2 separate regions of the Mus musculus genome follow, and region 1 is linked to region 2. Evidence: chromatin contacts called from public Hi-C data. All regions are on one chromosome and are shown on one strand. Each heading gives the region's core, a stretch centred on a gene start, on an enhancer-like site or on the middle of the called end of the contact. The rest is flanking DNA. Distances are from core to core; before and after follow the strand shown.

Region 1 (3,863 bases), core at 1,030-3,529, 35 kb after region 2:
AGAAACAAAGAAATACACATGAAGATACCCAGGGAGGTTCATCTTCAAAACATGGACTCTCTAATACAGCAACCACATTTCCAAGAGTTTAGTTTACATATGCCTCACACAAAGTTAGAAAATGGATCCCGTGCATGTTTATATACATTGATCTGTGCGTATTTTTGTAGTCAGTTTAAATGCTTGCAGGGGATCGGATTCCTAGTATACTATGAATACTGACATCTTACAATGATGCTGTTAGGTTAATCTATTACGTGTGAGGATGGCATGTCAGTGCTATGGTGCTCACCTGCCAATCATCAAGCAGAATTAGCCTTATTTTATACTTGCAGTGAGCTACACAGAAACCAATATTTAACTCTTAAAAGTTTTCTGGGACAATCTAAACCTGATACATTAGAGGATTTTTATTATTAATTACAGTTCTCAAGGGCGTGATTCTAATTCTATAATCATATGTAACGTTATCTAGAGTAATTGCCCACTGGAGTTAGACATGTAACAAACACATCTAGAAAAATGTACAAAGAAACTCTGAAAGCAAACAGATTGTTAGCAGAAAGGCCAACGTTTTGCTTTAGAAAAGAAACAAGGAGTGTCAGATATAAAATCTCACACAGGAGAATTTGCTTCAAAGCGCTGGGACAGGCACATGGCCCTGGCAGGAGTGGTCCTCTTAACAAGGTGCAGTGGCTTCCTTTTCGTTGTATGAATTTAAATGCCCCAAATTGTCTTCTTTTGGTTTTTCGAGACAGGGTTTCTCTGTGTAGCCCTGGCTGTCCTGGAACTCACTCTGTAGACCAGGCTGGCCTCGAACTCAGAAATCCACCTGCCTCTGCTGGGATTAAAGGCGTGCGCCACCACACCCAGCCCAAATTGTCTTTAAATCCACTTATTTTCTTGATTATAAAACTGGTTCTCTCTCTCTTACTCCTCCATAAGAGCAGCAGTCTGAAAGGATTTTTATATCCTGTATTTATACAGGATTAATTAAAAATAGATGTCTATTCACATTTTCTAAAATACTTGGAACGCTGACTGGCCAGATAATGCCTGCTTTTCTGAGCGTTCTGCATGCCAGGGACCAGTGATAGATGTTGCGTTTCTCAGGCTCTTTTGCCGGTGCGGAGCTGCTTGGGTTTAGGGAGCTAATGTGCGATCAGAAGGAAGGGCTCTGCTTCTGGTCTTGATGCAGCTCCTGTCCCCATTCTGACTGTGACAGTGGTGACTGGTGGCTGGAGGTGCTATTTAGTGCTTACAACCCTGACCTAGCCACACGTGGGCAAAGGGATCTGACCCCCCTGACTGAGGTGGGATGACCTGTCTCAAATCTGGGCCACGCCTTCTGGTGTCACCTTATATAAATGACATGCCTGCTTGCCCTCACTCTCACTGGCAAGCCCATTTCTTCCCTGGCATTAGAGCTCACCTCTTTGGCTTTCCAGTATACACTGTATTGATGGGGATGTCAAAGTTGGCCATCAGTCTGGGCAGAGGCTCATTACCAAGACTGCACCGTGGTGCCTACCTTTTCCCTCTATTTTTCTAGTCCTTCCAAATTAGTTCAATATAATCCTTTTGCTCGGTGGATCCCAGCCTGATCCATCTAGCCTGGATTCTATTTTTATGACTTTGCGCATGCTGGCTTGCAAAGGCACAAAGTAAGTGTCAACAACACATTTGTATTTAAACAAATCCAGGGATGTAGTTCTGTGTCTGTTAGATCAGAGACCCCTCTAACTGCCCCTCTCTTGCCCAGAAATCAGGCCACAACCCTTCAGTTCCTGGACATTTGACAAGGAAGCTGCCTGCACTGTGGCCTTCCAGTTTTTTTCCCTCTTGTTTCAGCTGCTAGGGCCCAGCTCTCATGATAACCCAGCCTGAGAGAACCTTCCATTGTAAGTTTATGTCTAGAGCCTTCTTCCATGTCAGGGGTCACACAGGCTGCGTTACATGGAACCTCTTCCCTGCCTCCTCTGAAAACCTGTGAGAGTCAGAAACTCCCTTTGTGCTAGGGATCTGAAGGTTGTCCCTGCAAGATCCCTTCACAGTACTTGCACTCTGTGATGGCTTTTCTTGGCTGGCAAAATTGACTACATTTGGGATTAACTAAAACCCAAGCAGCTAGGTACACCAGTAAGGAATCCTTGATTGAGTCATTTGAGTGGGAAGACTTACCCTAAATCTGGATCTTTTCGGATAGGAAGATCCACCTTAAATCTGGGCCACGCCTTCTGGTGGCAGACTATATAAAGAACACAAGGAGGAAGCACCTGCTCTTTGCCTGCTTGTCCTCACTCTCACTGGCAAGTTCATTTCTTCACTGGCACTGCAGCCTGCCTCTTTGGGGTTCCAACAGATACTGTAAGACCAGCTGAGACATCCAGCCTCGTGGACTGAATAACTACTGGACTCTTGGACTTTCTATCAAGAGAGAATAGTTGGACTACAGCATGTAAGCCTCCCCAATAAATCATTGTAGGAATAATATATATAGAATAAATATTACATATATATCATATAAACATGGGGTGTATATATATATATACATATATATATAGAAAATGGGATATATATGTGATATATGATATATATGTGTTTGTGTGTCTCTCTCTGTGTGTATGTGTATATATATGTGTATATATATAAATATATATATATGTGTGTATATATATAAATATATATATATACATTCTATCAATTCAGTTCCTCTCGAGAATCCTGACTAATAACACTCTCCAAATTCTCTCCCCCAGGGATTCATTGAGGCTGTCTTTTGAAGGGAAATTCAGTTTAGCCTCCTTTTTATGAACTGCTTTCATTTTTATATTTTAAAAACTTACTAGTGTGCGGGCGGGGGTATGTGCACACATGCTGGGGCACATACATGCCAGGTGGAGGTCAGAGGACAATGCCACAGAGCCAGTTCTTTTGTTTATGGGTTCCAGGGCTCAACCTAAGGCCCTTGGGCTTGTACAGCATGCATCTCTGCCTGCTGAGCCATCTCAACAGCCAAATGGACTGTTTTAAACATTGTAACATACTGATACCAAACCTGAGGGCTGAAGGTCTCTCCCTGTCTTCAAGGACATGCTGTCCCTAGTCGGTGAACTACCCTGGGAACTGAAGGGTGCCTCCCTTCAGGACCCCTATCATACCTGTGATGGCTTTCCCTCCCGATCCTCTTCTACTTGAGGACTGGTCACTCTCGGGAGCCTGTGGTCAGGAGGCTGATTTCTTTTAAGTGTCAAAGTTTCTGGTATGGGGAACACTTGAGACTCAAGTGCTCTCTGTGACTGCTCTCTGTGAGCAGCACACTTCAGCATGCTGGGATGGACACTCCAAGCCTCTGGGTCCTCTCTGCATTCCCTATGTGTTGCTGTATATAATAGACAGCTGGGCTAAATTTACAGTGTTTAAAGAAATATCAGCAGATAGTGGCACCTGGGGGCTTCATAGGCTAAGCCCTCCACCCCAATAAAGCACCAGGTGTGTTTGGTGGTTCCTCGGGAGACCTAAACCCAACAAGGATCATAGGTCATCTTAGATCACCAAATTTCCTGACATTGTCATCAGAGACACAAACGTGTGTGTGTGTGTGTGTGTGTGTGTGTGTGTGTGTGTGACTGTCCTGTTACTTATTAATCTTCAAAGCTGCATTATACTAACAGAGTAGCTCTCCTTGGCACAGGCAGAAAGTCAGTTTGATAAAAACTCTCAGGCTGCTCTCACAGAAGGCTGGAAGGGCTACATCTACCTCGTTCTGCAGAAAGCATGGGCATCTTTAGGGAAATTAAGAATTTCTGAAGGATTTCCAACTAAGGCCTTTTTTTTTTTTAGAATTTCCCTGCTGTTAAAAT
Region 2 (4,226 bases), core at 959-3,458:
TCATGTCAGAGAACACAGAGAAATGATCTTCCTCTATGGATGGAGACTTGCTCAGGCAGCTAGCGTCTTAAAGCTCAGCTTTTAAAGAAAAGATGCAGAATTTAAAAATATGTAACTTTCACTTTCCCTGGATGTACCATCTGCTCCAAAATAAAGTTTAGAGAGAAGTCCTAATAAGGATATGTAAATTAGGGTATGCTCCTAGTTCAGAGTTTTCCACTTAGAAATAAAAATAAAAAAAAAAAACCATATCTGGAAGGAAGCCTTGCCCTACTGCTGGGTTTGTAGCCGCACAGAGTGGCCACAACTGCAGAGGGACAGGCACAGAGAAAATGCCTGCTTTCTGAGCTCCAGAGTTCAGAAGTTTGCTTTCTAGACCATGAATCCTAGAGGAATAAGCAGTCAGGAAGATCTTTTCTTTTTCCAAGTTCAGACCATAAAAAGAAAGGTTTCTAGAGAAGTCATTTTCAGAGCTGACCTCTCCCAAAGGCTCATTAGCATTTTAGCCAGGGACCGATGGTGACATCAAGTCCAGCTGAGAGGCAAGGCTAACTTCACAGTCTGTGCCCCGGAGTCAAGGCCAAGAGCCCCTTAAATTGGAAGGCATGCTTGCTCAAGGGATGGGCCTCTATTCATATACAGAATTCAGACTGGTGATTCTGGCCCATCCAATCATAATAGACCCGTGAGCAGGAAGGCATGAAGACCGGGGCCTAATACCTAGAATCCATACAAAAGAGCCAAGTGTGGTGGTGGGCATGGAAACCCAGCCCTGGGGAAGTGGAGACCAGGAGCCCCGTGGCTCATGGCCAAACAGCCTTGCCTCAGTAGCAAACTGCAGGCTAAGTGAGAGACCCTGTCCTAAGGAACAGGTGAGCACCCATGCCAACCTCGGGTCTGCATGTGGATATGAACACCCATACCAACATGTGTACCTGCACATACATACATACATACATACACAGAATGAGAGGGAGGGAGGGAGGGAAACAGGAAAAGAGGGAAGGAGGGAGGGAAGAAAGGAAGGGAGGGAGGGAGGGAGGGAGGGAGGGAGGGAGGGAGGGAGGGAGGGAGAATTCTGAAGTACAGAAGTCTTCAACATTCTAAGCTTTCAACTTTTAATTGAAATTGCATACCTCTGAGAGAAGCAATTATGTTTCTATTGTGCCTCTCTATTCCTTTCGCTGTTTTTTTTTTAACAGTTTTTCTTACTTTATTAAACCATACTAATGTTCTTTCAAGGACAAACATACAGCCAAGAATGCTACAGTGAGAGAATCTTATTTTTATGAAAGAGACATCACGAGGCGCTCTCTTCAGTGATGTTTCTTATCACCATTCTGGGAATCCAGGAAATATTCAGCCCCCAAATCTACCACAAACACAGCAAATCCCCCATTTGAGTCCTTTTAATATTACGCTCGGGAAAGTGATGTTGCCTCCAAAGCCGCCCATGTATCTCCAAGCCTCATTGCGAGCCCATGGATCCCTCAGCCCTCGGGCAGCAAGATTCTTTTGCACCATTTCTAATGGCATCCCTTCAATTTTCCACTGTCTATAATCTGGAAGTTCCATTTTACCATGGCCATGTCCGTGTTCATGTCCATGTTCATGTCCGTGTCCAACAGCCATGTCTGACAGCAATCTGTCCTCCCATTTGAAAGTTCCCTTTCACTGTGTTTAGTGGACAGCAATTAATTAATCAATATTAAATAGATATACACTGATGGGTGCCTCTTACTCAGCTTTCATAGCTCTTTTATTAAAGATCTATTTTTATTTCTGTCTCTGTTTCTGTCTCTGTCTCTTTCCCTCCCCCCCCCCTCTCTGTCTATGTAGATCAGGAGTGGGCATCAGATACCTTGGAGCTGGAGTTACAGGCGGTTGGGAGCCACCGGATGTGGGTGCTGGGAACTGAGGATTCTGGGAGAGCAGCTGGTGCTGTGAGCTACTGAGCCATATCTCCAGCCCCAGCTTCCATAGCTTATAAGCTATGCTATTGTAGAGGGCTATTTGTGTTGCTTCAAATTCACATTTACTTGGAATCTGATCCTATTTGGGGATAGAGACCAAGAGGGAGAGGGTCACATGAAGATAGAGGCAGAGATTGGATAGATACCAAGAAATGGTGAGGGGAACAGAGAGAGGCTAGAAGAGCTCCTAGCTCAGAGGCTGTGGGAGGAGCTGCCCTACATTGTGCATTTAGATGTCAGCCTCCAGACAGGAGGGGAAGTGTCTGCAACCAGCTGGTGGAGACTTATTACTGCAGCCCCGAGAATCTGATGCACTTGAGGAAAATGAGAGAAACCCGAGTTTCTGCTTTTCATCAGCCATCGCAGGGGGATGGATTTGCACACTGATTTCATTCTGTTCTGAGGACTGGCATGTCTGCAGTTTTATCCAAGCATCTGCTATCTACTATCTCTATGTGCTATCGTGGGAATTCGTAAACCATTGTCTAATTAATGGTGTCTGCCATGAGTGTCTGCTATGATGTCTTCAACATTAGCAGTGTCTTTCCCGATCCTTGCTTTTCTCAAAGGCAGACGGCTTCCTTTGTAGGCACAGGGACCGTAGAGAACCTGGCTTCCTACACAACCTTCACTGCACACCTAGAACACAGAGATGACTCCTGTGTGCTAGTTCACACCATGCTGGGAGAGCTTAAGTGGCTTCCTCTTTGTAGCTCCAGCTGTGCTCTGCAGCAGAGGTTGTCTGTGCTGTTCACTGAGCATCTGGAGTCTTTAGCCATCTCTTCCTCCTCCTCCTCCTCCTCCTCCTCCTCCTCCACTCCACCCACTCTGCAGCATCTTGGAAAGGAACAGTCTTTCCTATCCCAGCCAGACTTTCTCAACTGGAAGCCAGTCTCTGTCTCAAACTGCTGCAGGTATAAGCAGTTCACAGCCCCCTTCCCGGAAGCTTACAGGCAGGACCAAGTTTTGCTGGGGCCTGGCTATCCTCTGGCTTCCTCATAAAGATTCTAGCAATAACACAGAAGCCTTAGTTCCTAAACTCATAAAACTTCCCATGATTTGGGGAAAATAACGGGTAAGAAGAAATAGTGGTTAGTAAAGACCTCTGACTTCCCCCTTGCACCTCCACAGAACTTCTCCCTCCCCCCTCCTCTCTGCTTCCCTCCCCCCACCTTTGTCAATTCTATTAATTTACCACATTATTGTTGCGACATTATTTAAATGTCCATGTCTATGTATCAAAAGATGGCCTAGTCAGCCATCACTGCAAAGAGAGGCCCATTGGACTTGCAAACTTTATATGCCCCAGTACAGGGGAACGCCAGGGCCAAAAAGGGGGAGTGGGTGGGTAGGGGATTGGGGGGGTGGGTATGGGGGACCTTTGGGATAGCATTGAAAATGTAAATGAGGAAAATACCTAATAAGAAAAAAAAAAAAGAAAAAAAATGTCCATGTCTTTTAATAGGCTATGAACAATATGAAGCCAAGAGTCACACCTTCCCTCTGTCCCTAAGCTGGGGCATGGCTTGTTACCTGCAGGATGGTGATGCTTGGGAAATATGTTACACAGTATCAGCCACATCACATCACTACATCATAGATCTAGCATGATCACCTTTCCATTAATAAACAAACCTAACATTTCAGCAAAGAGAGGCATCAATGTAAAGATCTTGTCAACCTTTATACTCGTGAGAAAGAAAATAGATCATTACCCAGCATGCCTGGGGGCAAGCTTTGGAAGGAATAGCGCACACAGCTCAGAGAGACAAGTGACCCCCTACCCCCTCCACCATATGTAATCACTTACAGTTTTTGTTAAGTTCTTTGGGAACTGTCAACTAAATGTGAAGAAAGATTACCTTCTGGTAAAAATGCAGTGACCAGACACGACACCCCTGCCACTATATTGCTTGCCGCAAAGGGAAGGCGTCGTCCAAGGCGCTCAATGGTCAGAAGGATTAAGAGAGCTCCGGGCAGCTCCACGAGCCCAGAGATAAAGAAGTCTATGTAGAGGTTGCCTCCGATAAGTCCCAGGCGCATGACAAGTCCTTGGTACACCACGGCGCTCGTGAACCTGCGGGACATCAGGACACCAGGGAAGCAGAGTAAGAGGGAGCAGGGAAGCCTGTGCACAAAATCGAATGACAGCCATGCACTTGACACCAGCTTTGAATTCCAGCCCGAGTCAACTTACCAAGCAAACATAAGGATGAGCGTGCATTTCCTCATTTGGGGAGTTCTCACAAGGTC

The links. Hi-C and Micro-C count contacts between places; a contact is called where the count stands out from the background.
Region 1: a Hi-C map of cerebral cortex shows a contact between it and region 2, with 2.3 times the contacts expected there. The contact joins the promoter of C030013G03Rik here to the enhancer-like site in region 2. A contact is called at or near these places in 14 of 484 Hi-C or Micro-C datasets (the HPC-7 cell line, cerebral cortex, cumulus cells and 10 more).

What each region holds. Positions count from the first base shown.
Region 1 is chr17:12,464,565-12,468,427 of GRCm38.p6, forward strand. It overlaps C030013G03Rik (RIKEN cDNA C030013G03 gene), which reads left to right and starts at 2,280. Exons shown (of 2, transcript NR_077217.1): 1 at 2,280-2,458. The region is part of intron 1 of Slc22a3 (solute carrier family 22 (organic cation transporter), member 3); the gene reads right to left.
Region 2 is chr17:12,429,628-12,433,853 of GRCm38.p6, forward strand. It overlaps Slc22a3 (solute carrier family 22 (organic cation transporter), member 3), which reads right to left. Exons shown (of 11, transcript NM_011395.2): 6 at 4,171-4,226; 7 at 3,836-4,050. It also overlaps the pseudogene Gm3192. Among named protein-coding and RNA genes, the nearest start is that of C030013G03Rik, 35 kb to the right of the region's middle. Within about 2 kb of position 2,209, at least 21 of the 459 cell types and tissues checked have an H3K27ac peak or open chromatin away from gene starts, as enhancers often do. A contact at or near this core is called in the HPC-7 cell line, cerebral cortex, forebrain and 1 more, where this site is marked.